Linked DNA regions of Hordeum vulgare: region 1 is linked to region 2. The links are chromatin contacts, called in public Hi-C maps. All regions are on one chromosome and are shown on one strand. The core of a region is the stretch at or near the end of the contact, and the rest is flanking DNA. Distances in the headings are between cores, read along the strand shown. Region 1 has its middle 12 kb from the start of LOC123407131. Region 2 overlaps LOC123410921 (probable histidine kinase 1).

Evidence for each region. Hi-C and Micro-C count contacts between places; a contact is called where the count stands out from the background.
Region 1: a contact with region 2 is called in a Hi-C map of seedling, with 2.3 times the contacts expected there. The contact joins two enhancer-like sites. A contact is called at or near these places in 2 of 6 Hi-C or Micro-C datasets (leaf and seedling).

What each region holds. Positions count from the first base shown.
Region 1 is chr7H:606,630,496-606,633,768 of MorexV3_pseudomolecules_assembly, reverse strand. No RefSeq gene overlaps it. Among protein-coding and RNA genes, the nearest start is that of LOC123407131, 12 kb to the right of the region's middle. Within about 2 kb of position 1,353, at least 1 of the 3 cell types and tissues checked has open chromatin away from gene starts, as enhancers often do. A contact at or near this core is called in seedling, where this site is marked.
Region 2 is chr7H:606,347,988-606,351,605 of MorexV3_pseudomolecules_assembly, reverse strand. It overlaps LOC123410921 (probable histidine kinase 1), which reads left to right. Exons shown (of 22, transcript XM_045103847.1): 15 at 1-41; 16 at 107-146; 17 at 149-198; 18 at 201-400; 19 at 582-635; 20 at 637-737; 21 at 740-772; 22 at 775-1,589. The coding sequence ends at 815. Among protein-coding and RNA genes, the nearest start is that of LOC123410920, 7.8 kb to the right of the region's middle. Within about 2 kb of position 1,300, at least 3 of the 3 cell types and tissues checked have open chromatin away from gene starts, as enhancers often do. A contact at or near this core is called in seedling, where this site is marked.

The sequences.
Region 1 (3,273 bases), core at 104-2,603, 280 kb before region 2:
AATTTTGCTCATTGGCTAGAAAAAACTTAGTATATTATCTGCAAAGATGAAATGCGATGACTGAATTTGGTTTGAGTTTTTAGGTTCTACAATTTCCACCAGCCACAGAATGTTGCCAAACGGACGCACTGAATTATCTGGATCAGGAAAAGAAATGTGGAAGCAGTAGTTTCTTTCTACTAGCTTCAGAGTTCATAGTTCAGACATTGTGCATACCAAATTCAGTAAGACATGGGAGATCAGAGAGGCTCTCACCGGGGGTCCCGGGCAGGATGACGACGACATCGAGGGTCTCGCCGGAGCCGCCGTGGGGCAGGTGGACGACGAGCGGGGTGAGCCTCCCGTGGCGGCCCGCCCGGACGCACATGGCGAAAGCGAGGCGCAGCGGCAGGTTGAGGTGCCTGGCCAGGTCGTTCCTCAGGTGGCTCACGCACCTCCCCCAGAACTGCAGCTGGGACCAGCGCTCGTCGGCGTAGATCCCCTCGGCGGTCGCCTGCACGACCCGGATCACCCGCCGCGCCCTCGGCTCCTCCTGCCCGAACTACCAAAGAACCATGAATTGTGAGCAGTCTGAATCTCAGCTCTGAATTTTCCTTCTGAATTGTTATGTTCGGGAACCTGAATCTCGAGAAACAGAGTTGGCAAACAATGGCAAGAAGCCAAGAATGGCGAGAGGTCTCACCGAAAGCGGTGGCGGAAGGCGAGGCGCGGCGTCTCTGGCGGGGACGGGCTCCACGGTCCAGTAGAACATCATGGTGGGGATGCGGCTGCCGGGGACGCGGACGCTGAGGTGGAGGCCGCCGACGTTGCGGAGGAGCACGTCGTAGGGGAACTCCTCGCCGCCGCACCCGATGGCCTGCCACATGATGGGCCTCAACTCCGGCTGGTCGTAGCGGCGCTGCTCGATGCGGAAGTGGCTGACCTCGCGCGGCAGCGGCATGTCCGTGGCGGCGAGGTAGCGGCCGTAGGCGGCGCTGTGGAGCAGCAGGTACGGGCCGTCGCCGTCGGCGCCGTGGTGGAAGTGCACCGCCCACGCCACGTCCAGCGACGCGCCGTGCTGGCTGAGGGCGACGCTCACCCCGTCGTCGGCGGCGAGGACGTACCGGCCGCACCCGCGGCTCCGCAGCCGCACGTGCTGCCCGTCGTGGAACAGCTCCATCGGTTGGTCGCCGGCGCTGTGACGCTTGGAGCCGAGGTGGGCGCTGCGCCGTGGAGGAGGGGTTCTTGGTTGGTTCGTTGGAGCTCCGGCCGGCGAGGAGAAAGCTGTTGGTTGAGGCGGTTGCGTTGGGCGCCAAGGAGAGGCATTTCAAGGTGCCAGACGCCATGGCCGTCCCGGGCTTTGGGCACAAGGTGGGCTTGACAGCCTTTTGCTCGGCCCAGCCCATACTCCTGGTTTTTTTTGTGCAAATCCATACTCATGTTGTTCTTGTGCCCTGCTGACTTTTTTTTTGCGGGATCTTGTGCCCTGCTGGTTTTTTTTTGCGGGATCTTGTGCGGCGATGACAATTTTACCCACGGGTACGGGCCACGGGTATCGTACCTGCATGGACAGGGTATGGGCATATTTTTATACCCATAAATAGTATCCATACTCTATCCGTTAAGTCATGGATAGGGTACGGGTATAGCCTTGTACCCGCGGGTATACTCATAAACTACTCATTTGTAAACTAATGTTAAGTTATCATCAATTAATTATTAATTTGTCATGTGATTCGTCTACTCCTATTGACTTATGAGTATGTTGTGATTTCTAAATTTGGATAGTGGTCATGTACTCATCTACCTGTTATTGAGCTGAGATAATTCATTTTTGTGCCAAATATGCTGTCAGTGAGTAAATTTATGAACAACTTGTGTACTATTTATTCTATCTGTCGGGTACTCAATTGATAAAGTTTTATACCCGTGGATACGGGTATGGGTAGAATTCCGTACCCATTGACTATATAGGTATGGGTATGGTATTGCTCTACCTTGCCCATACCCTACCCATTGCCATCCTACTTGTGTCCTGTTGTTGCTTCAACAGATTGGCAATCGGCTCGCCGCATTGCGTTGTGTTGTGTTGTGCTTCTTGATGTCCTCTTATCTCTGGTGTCCTGCTTGTGATGTGGATTTATGTCTATAAAACTGTGTAGTGTGGAGTTATCCCTTGTTGACACTCAGAAGACTGTGTGATACCAAGGAGCTAGTTTTTGTTTTGGTGCGATGACCTTTCAGATGGATGGTTGATAACATCATTGTTGTTGTCGAGATTGCCATCATGTTTACTTCTCATGTTACGTTGGTGTTGTGCTTTTGGTCATCTTCCCAACTTCCTCGATGGGCAAGAGTGGTTCGAACGCCAAGACAGGGTATTTCTGTTGGAAATATGCCCTAGAGGCAATAATAAATTAGTTATTATTATATTTCTTAGTTCATGATAATCGTTTATTATCCATGCTATAATTGTATTGATTGGAAACACAATACTTGTGTGGATACATAGACAAAACACTGTCCCTAGTAAGCCTCTAGTTGACTAGCTCGTTAATCAAAGATGGTCAAGGTTTCCTGGCCATAGGCAAGTGTTGTCACTTGATAACGGGATCACATCATTAGGAGAATCATGTGATGGACTAGACCCAAACTAATAGACGTAGCATGTTGATCGTGTCATTTTGTTGCTACTGTTTTCTGCGTGTCAAGTATTTATTCCTATGACCATGAGATCATATAACTCACTAACACCGGAGGAATGCTTTGTGTGTATCAAACGTCGCAACGTAACTGGGTGACTATAAAGATGCTCTACAGGTATCTCCGAAGGTGTTAGTTGAGTTAGTATGGATCAAGACTGGGATTTGTCACTCCGTGTGAACGGAGAGGTATCTCGGGGCCCACTCGGTAATACAACATCACACACAAGCCTTGCAAGCAATGTAACTTAGTGTAAGTTGCGGGATCTTGTATTACGGAACGAGTAAAGAGACTTGCCAGTAAACGAGATTGAAATAGGTATACGGATACTGACGATCGAATCTCGGGCAAGTAACATACCGAAGGACAAAGGGAATGACATACGGGATTATATGAATCCTTGGCACTGAGGTTCAAACGATAAGATCTTCGTAGAATATGTAGGATCCAATATGGGCATCCAGGTCCCGCTATTGGAATATTGACCGAGGAGTCTCTCGGGTCATGTCTACATAGTTCTCGAACCCGCAGGGTCTGCACACTTAAGGTTCGACGTTGTTTTATGCGTATTTGAGTTATATGGTTGGTTAC
Region 2 (3,618 bases), core at 51-2,550:
GCTCCCTGCGAGTGCTGGTGTCACTGGCAGCAGCAGCGAAAGCGGCGCTTGCCGAGAGGGACCTGCCAAATGCCATGGGTGGATAATGCTCCTCTCTTTTCTTCAGGTTAGGGGAAAGGGGTTTTTCCTGGGAAGTGCTGGGGCTGATGAGGAGCAGTTGAGCACAAGGGCTGCCGTGGGTTTGAGGGGCTGATGCATTGCACCGTACTGCCACCGGACAGGCTTGTGGGCGACGGCGCGGTCGCTGTCGCGCGTTGTGGCTCGATGCCCGGTTCGTCATCTCGACGGCGACCCATCGCGGGAAAGAGGGAGCTGGTACAGATCAGCATTCAGCACGGCCGTTCGTTCCTACCGGCCGTTCGACGACGGCGATTTTCAGTTGCATTATGGCGCCACCATCTCCAGGTGCCAAAAGGGGGGCACAGGCACGCACAAGTTGAGGGTGATGATGGCATGTTAGTGCGCCTGTGGATGGATGGGTCGTGGATGTGGCCCTCTTGTGCTCTCTGCCTGACGAGCAAATTAAAGCAGCATGTTGTGGATAATGTTGGTAACAAGAAGCTGAAGACCTGAATGGATATTTCTTCAGGTTGCTGGGTGGGTGGGTGGTATCCTGTGAAGCATCAGATGCTCGCCCTCGTTCATCATGATGAGGGAGAAGTCGCCGGGAAGTCACCGGAACCATGTCCCCGCCCCCTTTGGCTTTGCATCTGCTGCAGTCTGGGAACACCTGGGCACTGTTACCGTGGGGAGGTTCTCGTTCCTGCATCCCGGCGAACCCAGCAGCACCGAATCTGCGGCCCCCGGTAGAGTGATGAAGTTCAGCCGCGCGCCGGGACATGCACGATTGGCATGGCGCCGTGGATTAAGTTTGGCCAGTCGACCGTCGACGACGCCCTCCGGTGCGACGCTGACACGTCGTCGTCGGGGGCGGATGCGTGGCCGTGCTCTTAATTAGAACAAGTGACATGACGCGTCGTCGTCGACGGCGGATTAATTTGGTGGCCGTGTGCGCTTGTGGAGATTGTTGTCATCCTCATCCAGGATGACTGTGGACGCTGCGGCGAGATGCACTCGCCGGGTGTTTGTTCCGGAGACACGCTGGGACGGCGACGGGGCGTGGATTCAGTACATACGCCGATGGAGAATGGTGTTGGACGGAGATGTTGTGATGGGAGCAGTAGCATGATTCTTGGCCGCAGCAACACAACTGGGCGAGACGTGTTGGGTTTACTGCTGCATCGATCCTGACCTGGAGCCCTCTCACTCACTCTCTCTCCATCTGTGTGTGTGCTCGAGTTTCTCTCGACAGTGATATGCCTTCTCCTGGCGCTGGCTGTCCACCACTGACCACTCCATGGAATCTCGCTCTTCTAATCTACTAACCTTTTCTCGTCGCAGAGTGGATTCTGTGGGCATGGTGTGCACCACTGAGGTAATAGTTGTCGTTTTCGATGAGGACGGTTAACATGAGGTGTTGGTCCTGCTCGCTTGTGTGGCCATCAAGTAAACCATTTACATCACAAAAATCACACAGCATTGTATATGTTTTGTGTGTGTGTGTGTGTGTATGTATCTTGGTGATTGCATGGTTTCTCCCACGGACGACCTTCCAGGAGCAACTTTTTGATTGGTCCTAGGCAAACGAAGCAATCTCTCCGTACAAGATTGATTGCTACTCCTGCAGCTTCCTCCGCCTTGGTCCAGATATGCTGCTGCTGCTGCTGCTCTTAGGTTACTTCACCGGCAAAATGGAAAAAAAAAATTGACCCAAGAACGAAAGTATTTCACAAACTGAACCGCCTTTGAAAAAAAAATCCATCTGACCCCTTTTTGTAGCGCCTTTGCCTTTTTTCCCCGATAAATGGCGTATGTATTATCTTAAAATGTAGCATCAAGCGGATGTGGCGGCCTGAGACCTAGTGTGGCGCGTAAGCTATAGGCGTCACGCTGCACTGTGTGGCGGCTAAGACAAAGCCGTCACACAATGCAGTGTGACGTCTAAATGTCGGCCACCACACAAGAGGGCCAGTTGGATGTTTTTTTTTTAAACGCCATCCAGTTTGTGAAATACTTTGGTTCACGGGTCAAATTCATCAATTTCACGTTTTCCTTTTTAGCCGAACTCGTGGGAATTGCTTTCCACGGCAGGTTTTCAATTTTGTATGCCGAAAGGCTTTTACATGCCTAAAGAAAAGGGAAAGAGAACCGATCCAAGCCAATAAGATATTTTCTAACACCAGCAGGGATATTTGTTAGCTAGACTGACGTCCGATGGGACGGAGGTCAGCCGTGTCGAGAGGGAGGGAGGGAGAGAGGGAGAGAGAGAGAGAGAGAGAGAGAGGTGGCCTTGGATTGGAATCCACCTCACGTCGGCCACGTCTTGTGGTTGTGGGTGTGGCATTACATGCATATTCGCAGCACGATGGAACGTGGATTAACGGGGTTGGGTGGACTCACTGGTGTTGCCTAGCTAGCTAGTGGAGCGTGCGTGTGATCTCATGATCTCACCCGCCGTTATTCCGTTCAGGCAGGTGACCAAACTAACGGCCTCTTCTTCCTTTCGCTAACGTCCTGAGATAGACCAGCCCTGTTGTCATCGGCGCGCGTAGACGCACCGCATCCGCAACGGCACTGACCGACGGGCCCCACATGCATTGCAGCTAGCACCTCGCTGCCGGGCTCCCGATACCGAGGCCGCAACTTGCCTCCCTCCATGGTAATCCTTGGGTTCCCACGACACGACGGCGGCAACGCTCGCCTCTCGCAACAGTAATCTTGCGCGGGGATTCATGGCGGTCACAAAGTAAGCGATGGCCGACGACGGAAGGGAGAAGAGGACGATAGATATGCGGACCACTACCGGTGCGTGAAAAGACAAGGAAAAGCAGAGGAGACTGTGAAGGGCCTAATAGAGACGTGTGGCGCGACCGATCAACGCTCGCGATCGGCCGCCCGATTACAATCACGGTCCATGGACGTAATGGTGAAATCTCGTAATTTCTTTACTTTTTACATATATTAACTGCCATCTTCTTTCAGATGTGTGTACGAATGAGTTTTATTTCCTCAAGAATTATATTCATGCACGTACGTAAAGAAGAAAGTTATCCACAAAACTGACAACGGATAAGGGATTGGGGACTAGCAATGCAACAGTACGGACATGGCTACGTATATATAGTAGTGTAACAGGTGTATGTACTTCTGGAGAACTCTTGACCATCTGACACATCCATGTAGGCAAAGATGGGACACAAACTTCCAATATGCAGCTCATCACTGTGACCTTTTCATGGCCAGTGATACATTAATTAAAGACCAGCATATTCTTTTCTTATATTTTTTTCTAATATTTCGGCAGCGTCACCATTGGCCGGACAGGTGTGTGATCAACTTTGCCAGACACCATCTCCCATTTGGAACTGTGCCTCCAGGAGATTGATGAGATGCACACCTATGGATTGATTGCCACCCTCGTCCATCCACATCGAATATTTGAAAGCCAGGGTGGCTTGGATCCGTACTCTCCTCCTAAACCCTAAGGTATTTGGCACGAGGTGACCTCATGGATCAGATCGACCGTCAAACCCCGGGATGACTCTTTCATTGGTCACA